5 separate regions of the Mus musculus genome follow, and regions 1, 2, 3 and 5 are each linked to region 4. The links are chromatin contacts, called in public HiChIP or PLAC-seq and promoter capture Hi-C maps. All regions are on one chromosome and are shown on one strand. Each heading gives the region's core, a stretch centred on a gene start, on an enhancer-like site or on the middle of the called end of the contact. The rest is flanking DNA. Distances are from core to core; before and after follow the strand shown.

Region 1 (2,700 bases), core at 176-2,675, 300 kb before region 4:
TATGACTTATTCTTTCTTTGAGTAATTAAAAGACATGGTCTCTCTACATAGCCCTGGCTATCCTGAAACTCACTAGGTAGCCCAGGCTGGTCTCAGACTCGCAGAAGTCGACATGCTCCTGCCTCCAAGTGCTGGGATTACAGATGTGAGCCACCACATCTGGCGCTACGATGCCAAATCTCACCAAAATAACAAATAACATTTTAAGCATACTGCCAACAAAAATAACAGGGAGTATGATTAACATATTCCAAGTCCACACAGAGTGCTCTGTATAAATTACAGCGCCTGGGATCCTTACACTGAAGTTGGATGGAACAGCAGTGACTTTGCACTTGGAAGACAGTCACGTCACTTCTGCTTAATCTCTACAGGCAAGGGAAGCAAGGCCCGCTGTACCTTGAACTGCTAGGCGAAGGCAATAACCAGCTCAATGAGTTTTCTCTTTGCCAAATGGCAAAAATGGCCAGTTGAAGACTGATCCTTAATAAATATAAACCAACCAACCAACCAACCAACAAACAAACAAACAAAAGCCCATTCGATCTGAATCACAGTGATTTGTTCCCATCAGGGTCCAGTTTGCCCTTCATAAAGTGTTCTGCCAGTAATTCTGAGAAAGCAATCGGTGTTAAGGGGCCAAGAATCCACTAATGTCTACAAAGCACGCGATGCCAGGGGTCAAGCAGGCTAATCCATGAACCAGTAAGTAGAAAACCAACACTATTACTTTGGTAAAAGTTAAGCAATCATACATTAATTATTAAGCAATGGCTCTAACAGACCTTAGTGATACCCAACTGGAACAAAATAAGTAAATATAAACCAGGCAGAGGGCAGGAGCAGCTACGGTGTTAATAAGTTTATCTCTTGAGCAATTTTGGTGTCATCTCTGATTAAGAATACACCTCTGCTCACAGACTTCTGGAACGTGCACATGATGTGGGGTGCAAAACCACAGAGTTATAAAATCAGAGGGCACAGGAGCACGACACTGTACCCAAAAGCCTGTTTTTTTTCCAACTTTACACTCTCCAAGTTACCCGCGTCCCAGCAGCCTTTGCGTAGCTTGCCTCCAATCAGCGGGAAGCCCCGGCGAGGGCGGGGAGGCGCGGTGGGGCCACGCCCCCTCCTCGCCTGGTCTCTGCAGTCACCCTCCAGATGTGCCATCCCCTCCATACCGGACTGAGCTGTATCGCTACCCTAGTGGAGGACAAAACCAAGGCGAGCATCCTCAGAGATTGGGTTTCTTACCTGCTTCGCATAGGACGCGGCCTCCGGCTCGTCCCGCCTCCTGCTGATGGCGGAGTCCGGAAAAGACTGACTGGAGAATGGGCGTGCTTACATGATCGCCTCACCAAGGACTGACTTCTTGTCCCGCCCCTTCTCCCCTTTGCTTAAATCCGTTGGGCTGCCCTCCTGTCTGTCAGAAGCGGGTGTCACCAACAACAACTCTTAGGCTAGTGAAGCTGTGAGCTGCGAGAGTGCCTTGAAGTAACTTTAGGTGGAAGATGCCAGAAAGTAACTCCGCAGAGGGTAGCGACAGAAGCGAGGAGCAGGTGTCTGGTGCTAAAGTCATCGCCCAGGCTCTAAAAACTCAAGTACGATGGATCCCTCGGGTGTGAAAGGCTCTACAGAAGCAGACGGGGACCTCGCGTTGTCCTAGAGACGGAGGGCAAGGAGGCGGGGGCGGGGGTCCTGTAGGTCTTTCCTTTGGACCCCCCGGGAGGGCAAGAAGGCTGGGTCACCTGATGATAGTTGTTTGTTGCCCCTTTTCCCTCCTACCCTCAGGATGTGGAGTACATGTTCGGTGTCGTAGGCATCCCCGTGACCGAAATCGCCCTTGCTGCCCAGGAACTGGGCATCAAGTACATTGGGATGCGGAATGAGCAAGCGGTGAGTCTTGACACAGGGACCAAATGGCAGCCATTCGATGCACACAGCGTCCCATCGTTTCTAAAGCATTGCACGTACCACTGTTAATCCTCCTTGACAGGAAAATGAGAAGAGAGAGACTAAGTTAAACTTGCCCAACGCGAGTCATTTGGTAGTGGCATTTGAACTCAGGTATTCTGAGTTTGGAGCTATGCTTATACCTTTCTACCGTAGTGTACTCTGCCACATCCAAATATCAGAATCGAAAGGGGTAGTCTTACTTCACTACTAGACTGTTAGTTCTAGCAGAGAAGGCATATTGATTCATCGCTAGGTAAGTGTATTGCCAGCATCTGATGTAGTTCCTGTACATGACAGGTGTCAGAGAGTGATTAGTGATTGAAGGCCAGGACTCATGCAACATAAAGTGGAAGACATTATAGACGGCAGTGCCGTCATTGGAACTCAGGGCTCTCAAACCCCAGTTTGGTGCTTTCCCTCAGCATTATGCCTCCCTCCTTTGGGGTCTTACCTGGGAGAGGGAAAACCAAAGGACATTTTATGAACCCACTTAAAGTATTTTCTCTGGCAGCCCAGGATTACCCTCTCTTAGCAATCCAGGCAAAAATATCAAGTATCTGGTGCAGATGAAGTGGTTCAGTGAAGTTCTACAAAGCCACGTAACCTCATAACCTGAGTGTAATCTCCAGGGCCTGTATGGAAAAATGAAGGCGGTTTCTGATTTATGATTCATGTTGTCCTTGGACCTACACACACACACACAGGCTGAGTTAAATTGTTTTGGACCTACACACACACACAGAC
Region 2 (2,700 bases), core at 155-2,654, 450 kb before region 4:
CTGCCTCTTGAGTGGGATAATAGACATGTACCATAATACCCAGCTGAGTTGAGGTTATTCTAAACAGGCTAAATTCTGCCTGCTAAAAACAACTAAACACTGAAGAGATGGCTCATTGAGTCAGAGACTTAGCACGCTTACAGCAGAGCTGGGTTAAGTGCCAATCATCCACATGACAGCTCACAGCTGCCCGTGACTCCATTTCCAGGGGACCCCATGTCCTTTTTCTGGCTTCCATGAGCAACAGGCACTCACATGGTATACACATACATGCAAGTCTCACACATAAACATTAAATTCTTTAAAAAGGCTAAAGAAGGATTATTTACAATTCATGCTGTTTTCTGTGATTTGAAAATACCTGGGTAAATGTAGTATCACGTTACTGTACTGCAAAAGTTGAGAAGAACAGTTTGCAATTCAAAAACAAGTTGCTATGGTTACCCGGTGTTTGCTTTTTAAAGCAATAATTACACAAAATACCCAAAGAATTTCCTTTAGTACAGAAAGGTCGTAGCTTATGTGTATGCTAGTTATTCCACACACAAATTGAAACTGTATATATCACTTCCGTCCTAAAGTATCATTTGGAAAATACTAAAGAAAATGATTCATGTCTTTTTGAGCTGTAACAGGGTGGAGACATACTGAACACTATTTTAAAATTCAAGTAATGACTCAGATAGTTTAGGACATTTTTCTTATTCTTTAGTTCCTTTTATCAAATAATGCTGTAGTTCTACATAACAAATTTATGGTTAAAAGAACGAAAGTATTTTTCTGGTGTGTTTGTGATGTGAAGTCTTTTTAATACATTTTTATGGCTTTAATAACCTTATAAAAAGCCATGCTTATAACTGTTAATTCCATTAATTATAGCTTGTTTCAAACTTCTTAAAAACAAAGAAGATATCTTATTAGAGTCTATGACAAGTTCATTCTTAGCCAACAATCATTCTGGAATTTTTATTGTTTTCTTGACATATTCCTAATATCCAGCATCACAGGCATACCTAAACGCTTTTAAGACAATATAAGGTTAATTGTTATATTTTAATGGCCCTTTTATTTATAATAGGATATTATTTGTTCTTTAATATTAGGGCTATTTTAAACTGAAAATACTTTATATTTAAAGTAGAAGCTGGATTAAATAGTAAAGGGTCTTATCACAGTAGCAGTAATTGAAATACTATGCTGTAAAAGGTTGAGTGCTTTAGTTACTGCTGTGACCATAGGAAGTGGCTCACTTTCTCCTTTCTGCTTTTCTCTCAGTCAGACTTAGTATGGACTCTAGGATAACTCCAGCCATAAGATACTCAGCACATTTCACAACATCATTATCAAATATGCTGTTGTCCAGTAGGAGGGGACATTTCCCTCTATCTCTCCCTTTTTAGGTTAAAAAAAGAGAGACTTTCCTAGAAACACTACAGATGACTTTCCTTTGCATGTGACAGAGCAAGCTGGCTCAGAGCATGTCATTTCCCAAATGAGTCACTTACTAGGTAGAATAGAATTACCATGATCACCTTACACTATTCAAGATTTCTCCAAGTCATGTGGAATATAGAAATGGCATCCAAACAAAACTAAAGGTAGTCTGTAAGAAGGAAGGGTCAGTGGTGGTTAGCTAAGTAGGCAACAAGTAGCAAGCCACATATTACATAGAAAAGTCAAGCCTTGTCATTTTCTTCCAGGGTTAATTTTCCCACCAATTTAAATGATTCACAACACACCGATAATGGAGGGTTCTAGAGTTTTGTTTTTGTTTTTTGTTTTTTTCTTTTTTTAAAGCAGGAGAAAACAGATTGAAACAAAGCATTGTATAAATGTCACAAGAAAAACGTCAAGTATATGAAAACAATATATTTACAAATAGGAAATAGGAAAATTACTCTTTAATTTTTTTGGTCACATGCAATGACAATTTCATTTTCAAATGTTTCCTGTTAACCTACCCTATGAAAACCATCCTCCTTTCTGCACCCTCGTGATCATAATTCATCAGTTAATACCCCTTTCACCTGTTGAACGGGGCCCCTGAGCTCATTCTGTAGCTTGGCTGCTGCTATCACTGGACTGTGATAGTGATAGATATGTAGTGTCTCTGTTATATGCTGACTTTGACTTCTTTGGGTATATACTGCTGAGTGATGTAGACGGGTCATACAGTTCTATTTTTAATTTCCTGAGGAACCTCTCTGTTGATTTCCATAGTGGCTGGATTAATTTACATTACCATACATACGCAGTATATAAGGGTGCCGTGTCCTAACATTCCTAGCATTTGTTGTGTTTGTAGGTTATTGCTTTGGTTTTGGACAAGGTGTAGCTCTACTCCAGGCTGATTCCCTCCTCTATCCCCTGGATCCACTTGGTTTCTGTTTCTCATTAGAAAAGAAAAGTCTTCTAAGAGATAACAACTAAACATGACAAAATAAAATAAAACATGATGAAGCAAAAACCAACCATATCAGAGTTGGACACAGCAACCCATCAGGAAGAAGAGCCCCAAGGGTGGGCACGAGAGTCAGAGTTCTCATAAGCAGGAGTCCCATGAAAATACTAAGCCAATAGCTACAATTTACGCACAGAGGACCTGGTGCAGACCCTTGCAGGCCCTGTGCTTGCTGCTTCAGTTCAGTCTCTGTGAGCTCGTATGTGCCTGGTTGGTTCAGGGCGCCTTGTTCTCCTGGT
Region 3 (2,700 bases), core at 187-2,686, 330 kb after region 4:
CAAATACTATATGGTCTGTAAAACAAACTCCCGTCCTATGAAGTGCACTGGTAGAGATACAACCCTGAGGAATGAGAGCCTATTCATATGTACTAAGGAAAGTGTAGGGAAGGAGAAAAGAAAAAAGACCCTTGAAGATTGTTGTAGTCTTTCATTGTACTGGCTCTAAGGTCCGAAGTGTCAAGGGGGTCTGTACTTTTCTGAATGGTGTCAAAGCACAAGAACACTTGGACATTTTCACACACTTAACTGGCTATGCCCCACTTGTCTTTCACGATCAGGAAACGTCCCCAAAGCCCAGGTTACACTTTCCAGAGCTCTATCACATAGGTGCTTTCCCCCCGCAGCTAATTCAATAGTCACATTACTGGAGTGATGTGGACATCTTCCTTGACACACTCCAAGTTTCCAAGTTCTAAGTCACAACTGTGCTAATCAAAATTAACTAACTAACTAATGGGTTGGTAGCTCCATGGATGTGTAGATGCTGGCATCGGCTACTCACCTCCCAGTCTAGAGTGTCTAGCATCTCGCCATCTGTGCCTGACTGCATGCACAGCAGAGTCCACAGAGGCAGCGGGCCCCAGAGGATGGGATCCCCAGAATGGTCTGTCTGAATTCGGCACCCCATCTAGCTCAGTCATGAGGGAAGGGCTCACGCTTTGAAATACACAACCCTTGAAAGACAGGGTTAAGGGAACCCCTTGGCTGGTCTTTTTTTTTTTTTTTTTTTGGTTTTTCGAGACGGGTTTTCTCTGTATAGCCCTGGCTGTCCTGGAGCTCACTTTGTAGACCAGGCTGGCCTCGAACTCAGAAATCCACCTGCCTCTGCCTCCCGAGTGCTGGGATTAAAGGCGTGCGCCACCACGCCCGGCCCTTGGCTGGTCTTTACCAAGAGGGACTGGCCTGGGAATGAGCCATGGAAACCGGCAACCAAAAAGTTAGGCCGAATTTGGGACCCTCTACATAGGGGCACGGAAGCTCAATCCACGAGATGTGGGGCGACTTGGGCCTCGCAGCTCTTCTCCGAGGCAGTCTCCTTTCCCTGGAGAATGTGGCTTCGTTATCTTCCCTAACTCTAGAGATCATTAGTAGCCTCCTTACGCTTAGGAGTGATGGGGACGTGGTGAGGCGCTCCGGGGATCCCGCCACGCACTGACAGGTCAGGTTAGAGCCGCGTCAGACGAATCGTCGCCTTCCGAGGCTGGGCGCAGTCGCCCTTACCTGCGCTGGGAGGAGTGGCCGCCGCCCACGCCCCAGCCCGCCCCGCCAGCTCAGCGCTCGCTCCGCAGGCCCCAGGCCCCGGCCCACCGCCGGGCCGTCCGCGTCCGCTGCTCTCTGGCCGTGGCCCACTGGCCGGCGAGCTCTGCAGCAGCCACGTAGGGCCACAACCCCTAGTTTGACTGTGCCTCCCTCTGCCAGAAAGCCAGGCGCAGCAGGCGCCACGGGGCAGCCCCGTCGCCCGGGTCCTCCCCGAGTAAAGGCCGTCGCTATGGAGACGTGGAGCGCGCCGGCGGCCGTTAAACTGGGGAGGCGCAGCCCGCAAGTGATTCCTGCCGCAATTACAGCTCCGGGCGGCCAGGAGCGCTGACCGGTGCACGATGCTCCGGCCAGGTCGCTGCCCCAGCCCTCGTGAGCAGTGTACAGGGTTCTAGGAAAGCTAAGAGACGTACCTCCCTTGTCGATGGCGCGGGGCGGGGCCAGGGGTTGTCCGTGCCCCTCGGAGACATCCGCTTCCGGGGCCACGGCCGAAGTGAAACGCTCGGCTGGTCGGCCTTGCTCTCGATATCGACCCCCGCAAACTTTACTCCTTAATAATCGGCTACGTCCGTTTCGTTGTCGGTATCGGTCTTCAGCAACCATGCTGGAACACCTGAGTTCGCTGCCCACCCAGATGGTGAGGGCGCGCGTCCCCGATCCCCCGCACTTCTCTTTGGAGCCTAGCGACTTCTAAGCCCCTCACCCTCACCGGAGCCACTCCTAAGATTGGCTTCACTTTCCCTTCTCTTCCCCAGAATAGATCCCCTTTCCCGTGGTCTGTTAAGATGCCCAAGTTTCCCTGGGAAATTACATGTTTGCTTCCTTACTCTCGGGCCCTCCTGGTGTTGAATGCTGCCTTATGCCAACGCTGAGTTCCCTACGAGAATTGCAGTCCTTTGGCAGTAGGACCAACTCGTCCTCTTCTTTTTCGTCCCTAGGATTACAAGGGGCAGAAACTAGCTGAACAGATGTTTCAGGGGATCATTCTTTTTTCTGCAGTAAGTATTGCATTACTTTTAATTCTTAACCCCGCCTCTCTTGGTTTGAGTGCATTTTATATACTTTGTTTCTTTTCAGATAGTTGGGTTTATCTACGGGTACGTGGCTGAACAGTTTGGGTGGACTGTCTACATAGTTATGGCCGGATTTGCTTTCTCCTGTTTGGTAAGCTATTTGTGGTATTTGCGTATTAGCAGTAGCGTAAGTTTTCTGACTCAGGAGACTTGGTTGGACCTACCAGTGAGAACCAGAATCACCTCTTTGTTCGTCTTTCCCATTAATGTTTCTGTTCTCTATTATTTGAAAAGTAGAATGTTAAGTTGTGTCCGATGGCCTGCGCTACATAAAGGTGTAGAGCTTTCTAATTGTCTTTTGCATCTCCTCTAGGCAGTAAAATGAATATGCCAGGGGCTTCGCTTTGCTCACGCAGCCTTCATATTT
Region 4 (2,700 bases), core at 93-2,592:
AAGGGGAAGACAAATTTAAAAATAGCTTCCACTATATAGCAAGAACCCCGAGAACGAGGGCGACAGGGCAGGGAGACACCGACACAGACACAACACAGACAGATACACACACACACATACACACACACTCGGGTGTGGTAGGGAGGTAGGATTGTAAAATCAAAATTAAGAAACTTAAAACGAATGATCCTAAAACAAAAGTGTCTAAATATAAGGTAGGTTTTAAAATAAAAATAGTAAAATATTAGCAGAAAGCAAACCACGCTTTACTGATAACACGTAAGCATAAGGGGGAAATTTTTACTACTTCCGTATAATCAAGGAAAAGATGCCCATATCATGACGATACAACTGGAGGGGTGTGTTTGCAAACCTTCAGGACTGGAGAACACAGGATGAACTGCGGAAGTGCATACCCTTTGACAAGCAACTGTGCTCCCCATCATCCAAAACAAGTATCACATTTTTTTTAAAAAAAAGCTCTAAGGATTTTAACTGCACTACTTCAATGCTGGAAAGCCACAACCAAATACAGAACATGCTGTAAACGTAGCACATGCAAGCAACCAAAGGTTATCTAGGTACAATGCAGAAGTGAGATGTCAAAATAGTACAAACGATATGATTCAAGTTTGGGGGTAAGAAGGCGTGTATACACACATACACTCAGAAAAACAATCATGGAGACATACATCGAATGCTAGAGTACGATGAATTTTTTTCCTAATTTACTTTTTCTTTCTACCTGGAACGTGCACTATTAGCATATTCTGACGGATTACCCAAGGTTGGCCTCACATCAAGGGTTGCATCAAGGCCAACAGACAGCGAACAGGGTGTTCACTCCCCATCCCACCTCGGCCGCCACAAGCAGCAAAGCGGCGGGCATCTGCGGCCTGACAAGCCGGACAGCCCCAGCAGGACCCCGCCCCTCCGCCTTGGGTTCCGCCAACACTCGATCGGGTGACGCGGCCGGAGCCGAGTGCTTGTCCTCACCTTGTAGTAAAACACCGCCTCAGAGTAGCGGCCTTCGTGGTCGCGCTGCACTGCCAGCCGCGCGAACTGCACGGCGTCCCGCTCCAGCGCCGACGCGTCCATGGCGCCCAAGGCCCCACGCCGGGGGAGGCAGACAGGCCCTGACGCGGAACCCCGACGCCCGGAGGCACTGCGGCGAGAACTGGGGACCCCGCGGGTGGAGTGGCAAAGTTTACTTTCGAGGGCGGCGGAAGAGATGACGGAGCCCCACTACCTCAGACCCGCCCGGAGGACTGCGAGCTCCGAGCAGCCCGGGCTCGGAGCCCTCGCGGCCGCCCCCACCCCTCGCGTCCTTGCTCCGCCCATCAGCCGCATTGCGCAGGCGCAGTCGACCCCGGCCGGGAGGGGGAGCGCTCCCGCCGAAGCAGGCGGGGCTCAAGGCGATCGTAGGTGGGCGGGGCCAGAACAATGTCCAGTGGGATTGGACAAGAGGAAGCAGGTGCCAGGGCGAAGCTGAGGGCTCCGCTTCCGCCTGCTAGAAAGAAGGTGCCAGTGCCCAGGAGGTTGTTGGAGAGAATCAGGGGATGGCTTGAAAGGAGCATGCGCGTTATGGAGCCCTTGGTCCGCTAAGTGAGAAGGGTAGGCGGAAAGAAACAATCAGTAGCACCTCGTATTGCCAACTGGTTTAATTAGAAATAAAGATATGAAATGAGGCTAGGAGGTGCTTTTGAGATGCTCTGGTAATGTTCATTTGACAAACTAAAGTATGACCTTCTACGGCTCCCCAAGGCACACCGAAGTGTATTGTTTGAATTGTCTACAAACCAGATGATGTATTTTTGACTTGTATCTTAGGGCAAGTTGAAGGTTGTAATTACATAGTAAATGGTAGTGTGGTTGCTTTCTTTTATCCCCTTAAAAGTTTGAATTCAGCAGTGATGAAAATTAACTAATGGCAAGTGCCAGAACTTGGATGAGATTCAAAATCCATGCTGTGTCAAAGTAGCAAGTCTTGACAAAATTATACACTGTATGATCCCACACATAAGAAACATTAACGCAGCATATGGTGACACATTCCTGTAAGCCAGCAGTCTGGAGGCTGTGGTAAGAGGACTGGGCCAGCATGATCTACACAGCAAAAACCCTGAACGACCCCAGGAGGCATATGTCTGTTGTAGTGGAGCACTCTCCGTGCAAACATGAACACAAATCAGCTGGAGATATTGCTAAGAGTTGATTGTGAGCCTGGCTGTGGTGCTCGCTTTTAATCCCACCACTCCAGAGGCAGAAGAAGCAAATCTCTGAGTGCTTGGCCAGCCTGGTCTTCAGAGCTCATTACAGGATAGTAGTGTGGCCACACAGAGAAAACCTGTCTCAGGGAGAGAGAGAAAAGGAGTTGAATTGATTGTGATCCAGTCTAGAGTGGTATCAGCTGTCTTCAAGCTCAAGAAAGACTCCTTAGTGATGCTCATGCTGGTGGTTCAGGATATTCATTATCAAGGTCACAATGGGGTGGATGTTACTACTGAAACTGGTCAGTGTACAGCTAAAGAGGCTGTGGTCAGCATCCCTGAGCATCATGTGTGTCTCGACCCTCCACCTTGCTTGTGCCAGCTATGAATGTCTGTCGTCCCCTTCCTCCATTCTTACAATCTCAAGCCTTAGCAATAAGATTTTCTTCATACCAATCCCCTGAAGGGGCTTTTGTTCCATGTCACCATC
Region 5 (2,700 bases), core at 110-2,609, 430 kb before region 4:
TTATTTTTTAAAACAAGTACATGGTAAGAACTCCCTCCCTCCCTCCCTCCCTCCCTCCCTCCCTCCCTCCCTCCGGGTATTGTGTGTGCGCACGTGCACAGTGCGCATGTCATAGCTCATATGTGTAAGACAGGGAACAACTTGTTAGAGTCAGTTCTCTTCTTCTACCTTCTGGGTTCCAGGGATTGAACTCAGGTCATCAGGTTTGTTGACAAGTGGTTTTATTTTATTATGGTCCCTGCTTCTTAATTTAAATTATAAGTACAGTATTTCATTGTGTAGATGTCCAACTGGAAATTTCAGATATGTTAAAAGTCTGATGTTTATTAAGCATTTCAATGTACCAATATATTCACTAGGCCTTTTTTTAAAAATTAAGCTCAAGGTTTTTCATTAATAATGCATAACTTAGTAATAGGAATATTTTTCTTGAACTATACCCACAATTTATTATCCATACCTTCCATTTTGCGTTTCTTTAAGTGATAGGAGAAAGTAAGCCCTTAACTGACCATGTTAAGCCAGGCCTGGTGGCACGTGTCTATAGTCTCCTCACCATGAAAGCAGAGGTAGGATAATCTTGAGTTTTAAGCCTACATGGATTACATAAGAGCTCTAGGCTAGCCTGTATTCATAGGGAGATTCTCTAGGACAAAACTAGCTTAGAGTAAAACTCTGGCTCTTTATAAAAGCAGGCAGCTTTAGTGTTGCAGTTTCTCACCCTTTTCCCATTTTGTAGCACTTGCCTTTATTGAATTTTAAAAATAATATTTAGCCTGTTCATCATCGAAACACTTGGTTCTTCATTCCTGATTTAGTTATTTAAATGCTATTTAAATAAGCTACAAATACACAAATTACTAACACATTTTACCCTTGGCAAACATAGACCCCATTGTATGATCAAGAGTGTGTGGATTTAGTAGTGGAAGACTGTGAGTCAAAGTACCTTGTGTAAAAACTAGTTATTCATGCTACCCAGGAGCCAAGAATATTAGTTAATCATGTGAGTTAAATAAAGGTTGATGAAGAGCTTCTTGTGTTCTATTATTTAAGTAACCATTTAGGGGACATCTAATTGTTTTCAGCATTTGCTTCCTGCAATGATTGAATAAACAAGTTAGAATTCATTTTTTTAAAACATAAGTTTTAAAGCCATATTTTACTAAAGGGACTTTTAGCTATTTTAATGCCTAATTTTCAGTGTTGAACTCTAGTAGAGTGAAATAAGATCTGTATTTTTTCTTTCATTATTAATTAATTCCCTTTTATTTTGATTTGCATAGAAGAATGCTATGTTTGTATGAGTCATAAAATAGCTTCATAGTATTGTGAGCATTGAGTCACAGAATTCCAGGCATCTCTCAGACACAGATGACTCACTTTCTGTGTCATCGTGCTTGCTGTAATGCTTATGCGTTACATTAGAGATGTTTGTCTATTTGACTAGGTCTAATCACATTTTAACATTAGCAACATTTGTTTGTTTAATGGGTAGCACCAAAAAGCCTAGGCAACGAGTTCTTTTTAAAACACACTTCTAAATTAGTCTTCAGCTTTCAGTAAATTTTTATATTTCAGTGCTTGCCAGACAATCTCTGTAAGCTTTTTAGCACTGTTTGGTGTATGATTTCTCTCTATATTCTATTTCCTGGGGTGAAAATTAGAATAAAAGGCGTGATGCAGTAGATTCTAACTCTGGTCATAGAGAGGAAAAACTCTTAGCTCACTAACTTATTTAACATTAATAGCACTAAACTAATTTCCTGTACAGTATTTTTACATAGTATTGCTAAGCCTCCCCACTCTAATCCACACTCTCAGCTGTCCTTAGAGTGAGTTAGAGAGTCCCAAACTAGAAAATTTTACAATCTTGAGCTGAGGAGATAGCTCAGTGGGTAAAGTGCTTGTTAGACAATCATGAGGAACAAAGTTCGATGTCTGACCCCCACCTAAGAGCTGGATGTGGTAGTGCGTGAATACCAGCACTAGGAAGGCAGAAAGTTACCTGGGGATGACTAGACAACTAGCCTACCCTAATGGTCAGCAAGCCCTGGGTCCCAGGAACTGATCCTGTCAGAACAAAGCAGACAGTTCTTGATGAATGGTCCTGAGGTTGACATCTGACCTCCACATGCACACATACACAGCCATGTATCCACATGTACAGCATCCCTCCCCCGAAAAAAATCAGGAAGACTGGAGTAATATCCTGAATAGTCTATAAAAGTGGGTGTTCCAAGATGGTGGCTTAGTTCTTGAGATCATTCACAATCATAGTCACAATCTGCTCTGATAGTGGCCTACATCTACATGTTCAAAGTTAGCTCAGTTTCAAATCTGCCTTTCAGCCTATAGGAAGTAGGAAGATACTCCAGCTATAACGTAGTTTTTGTTTTGTTTTCATTTCATTTTGTTTTTTAAGGCAAGATCTTGCTTAGTTTAGTTTAGGCTGATCCAGAACTCCACTATGTAGCCCAGAGTGGAGTTGATCCTCGGCCTCAGCCTTAGCCTCAGCCTCGGCCTCCCCCTCCCCCTCCCCCATGCTGCTGATGTGCATGCACTCACCCAGCTTGACAGATGCCTTTTAAAGGGAAGGCATTTTCAAAGGTCTGGCATTTGATTTCACTATTCTACTATTGGTCCACACTAAGTATAAGTACTTCAGGTAATCTAGGGATATAACCTCTTATTTACCAT

Evidence for each region. Promoter capture Hi-C pulls out the DNA fragments that hold promoters and counts their contacts. HiChIP or PLAC-seq counts read pairs in DNA pulled down with a chosen protein or histone mark. Capture Hi-C pulls out chosen DNA fragments and counts their contacts.
Region 1: a promoter capture Hi-C map of liver shows a contact between it and region 4. The contact joins the promoter of Hacl1 here to the promoter of Capn7 in region 4. A contact is called at or near these places in 9 of 39 promoter capture datasets (the 3T3-L1 cell line, cranial neural crest, frontonasal cranial neural crest and 5 more), 7 of 484 Hi-C or Micro-C datasets (B cells, CD4 T cells, cerebral cortex and 4 more), 6 of 115 datasets of contacts at active chromatin or transcription factors (the SCID.adh cell line, bone marrow-derived macrophages, embryonic stem cells and 2 more) and 4 of 9 other capture datasets (adipose tissue, liver, macrophages and 1 more).
Region 2: a contact with region 4 is called in a promoter capture Hi-C map of pre-B cells, with 2.9 times the contacts expected there. The contact joins the enhancer-like site here to the promoter of Capn7 in region 4. A contact is called at or near these places in 3 of 39 promoter capture datasets (the C10 cell line, hippocampal neurons and pre-B cells), 2 of 115 datasets of contacts at active chromatin or transcription factors (bone marrow-derived macrophages and memory CD8 T cells) and 2 of 9 other capture datasets (adipose tissue and liver).
Region 3: a promoter capture Hi-C map of adipose tissue shows a contact between it and region 4. The contact joins the promoter of Spcs1 here to the promoter of Capn7 in region 4. A contact is called at or near these places in 21 of 39 promoter capture datasets (the 3T3-L1 cell line, 3T3-L1-derived adipocytes, the C10 cell line and 16 more), 6 of 484 Hi-C or Micro-C datasets (LSK cells, embryonic fibroblasts, embryonic stem cells and 3 more), 7 of 115 datasets of contacts at active chromatin or transcription factors (the 230-238 cell line, the SCID.adh cell line, a beta-TC-6 cell line and 4 more) and 3 of 9 other capture datasets (adipose tissue, liver and pancreatic islet).
Region 5: an H3K4me3 HiChIP or PLAC-seq map of bone marrow-derived macrophages shows a contact between it and region 4, with 4 times the contacts expected there. The contact joins the enhancer-like site here to the promoter of Capn7 in region 4. A contact is called at or near these places in 4 of 39 promoter capture datasets (the C10 cell line, cranial neural crest, hippocampal neurons and 1 more), 1 of 115 datasets of contacts at active chromatin or transcription factors (bone marrow-derived macrophages) and 1 of 9 other capture datasets (adipose tissue).

Annotation. Positions count from the first base shown.
Region 1 is chr14:31,639,690-31,642,389 of GRCm38.p6, reverse strand. It overlaps Hacl1 (2-hydroxyacyl-CoA lyase 1), which reads left to right and starts at 1,425. Exons shown (of 17, transcript NM_019975.3): 1 at 1,425-1,601; 2 at 1,792-1,896. The coding sequence starts at 1,512. It overlaps Btd (biotinidase), which reads right to left and starts at 1,333. Exons shown (of 4, transcript NM_025295.4): 1 at 1,255-1,333. The coding sequence starts at 1,265.
Region 2 is chr14:31,784,570-31,787,269 of GRCm38.p6, reverse strand. All of the region lies in intron 1 of Ankrd28 (ankyrin repeat domain 28), which reads left to right. Among named protein-coding and RNA genes, the nearest start is that of Ankrd28, 44 kb to the left of the region's middle. Within about 2 kb of position 1,404, at least 45 of the 459 cell types and tissues checked have an H3K27ac peak or open chromatin away from gene starts, as enhancers often do. A contact at or near this core is called in bone marrow-derived macrophages and pre-B cells, where this site is marked.
Region 3 is chr14:31,000,402-31,003,101 of GRCm38.p6, reverse strand. Spcs1 (signal peptidase complex subunit 1 homolog (S. cerevisiae)) reads left to right here and starts at 1,436. Exons shown (of 4, transcript NM_026911.3): 1 at 1,436-1,897; 2 at 2,199-2,258; 3 at 2,338-2,424. The coding sequence starts at 1,685. It overlaps Glt8d1 (glycosyltransferase 8 domain containing 1), which reads right to left and starts at 1,669. Exons shown (of 10, transcript NM_029626.2): 1 at 1,105-1,669.
Region 4 is chr14:31,335,280-31,337,979 of GRCm38.p6, reverse strand. Capn7 (calpain 7) reads right to left here and starts at 1,342. Exons shown (of 21, transcript NM_009796.3): 1 at 997-1,342. The coding sequence starts at 1,098.
Region 5 is chr14:31,767,405-31,770,104 of GRCm38.p6, reverse strand. All of the region lies in intron 2 of Ankrd28 (ankyrin repeat domain 28), which reads left to right. Among named protein-coding and RNA genes, the nearest start is that of Ankrd28, 62 kb to the left of the region's middle. Within about 2 kb of position 1,359, at least 68 of the 459 cell types and tissues checked have an H3K27ac peak or open chromatin away from gene starts, as enhancers often do. A contact at or near this core is called in adipose tissue and bone marrow-derived macrophages, where this site is marked.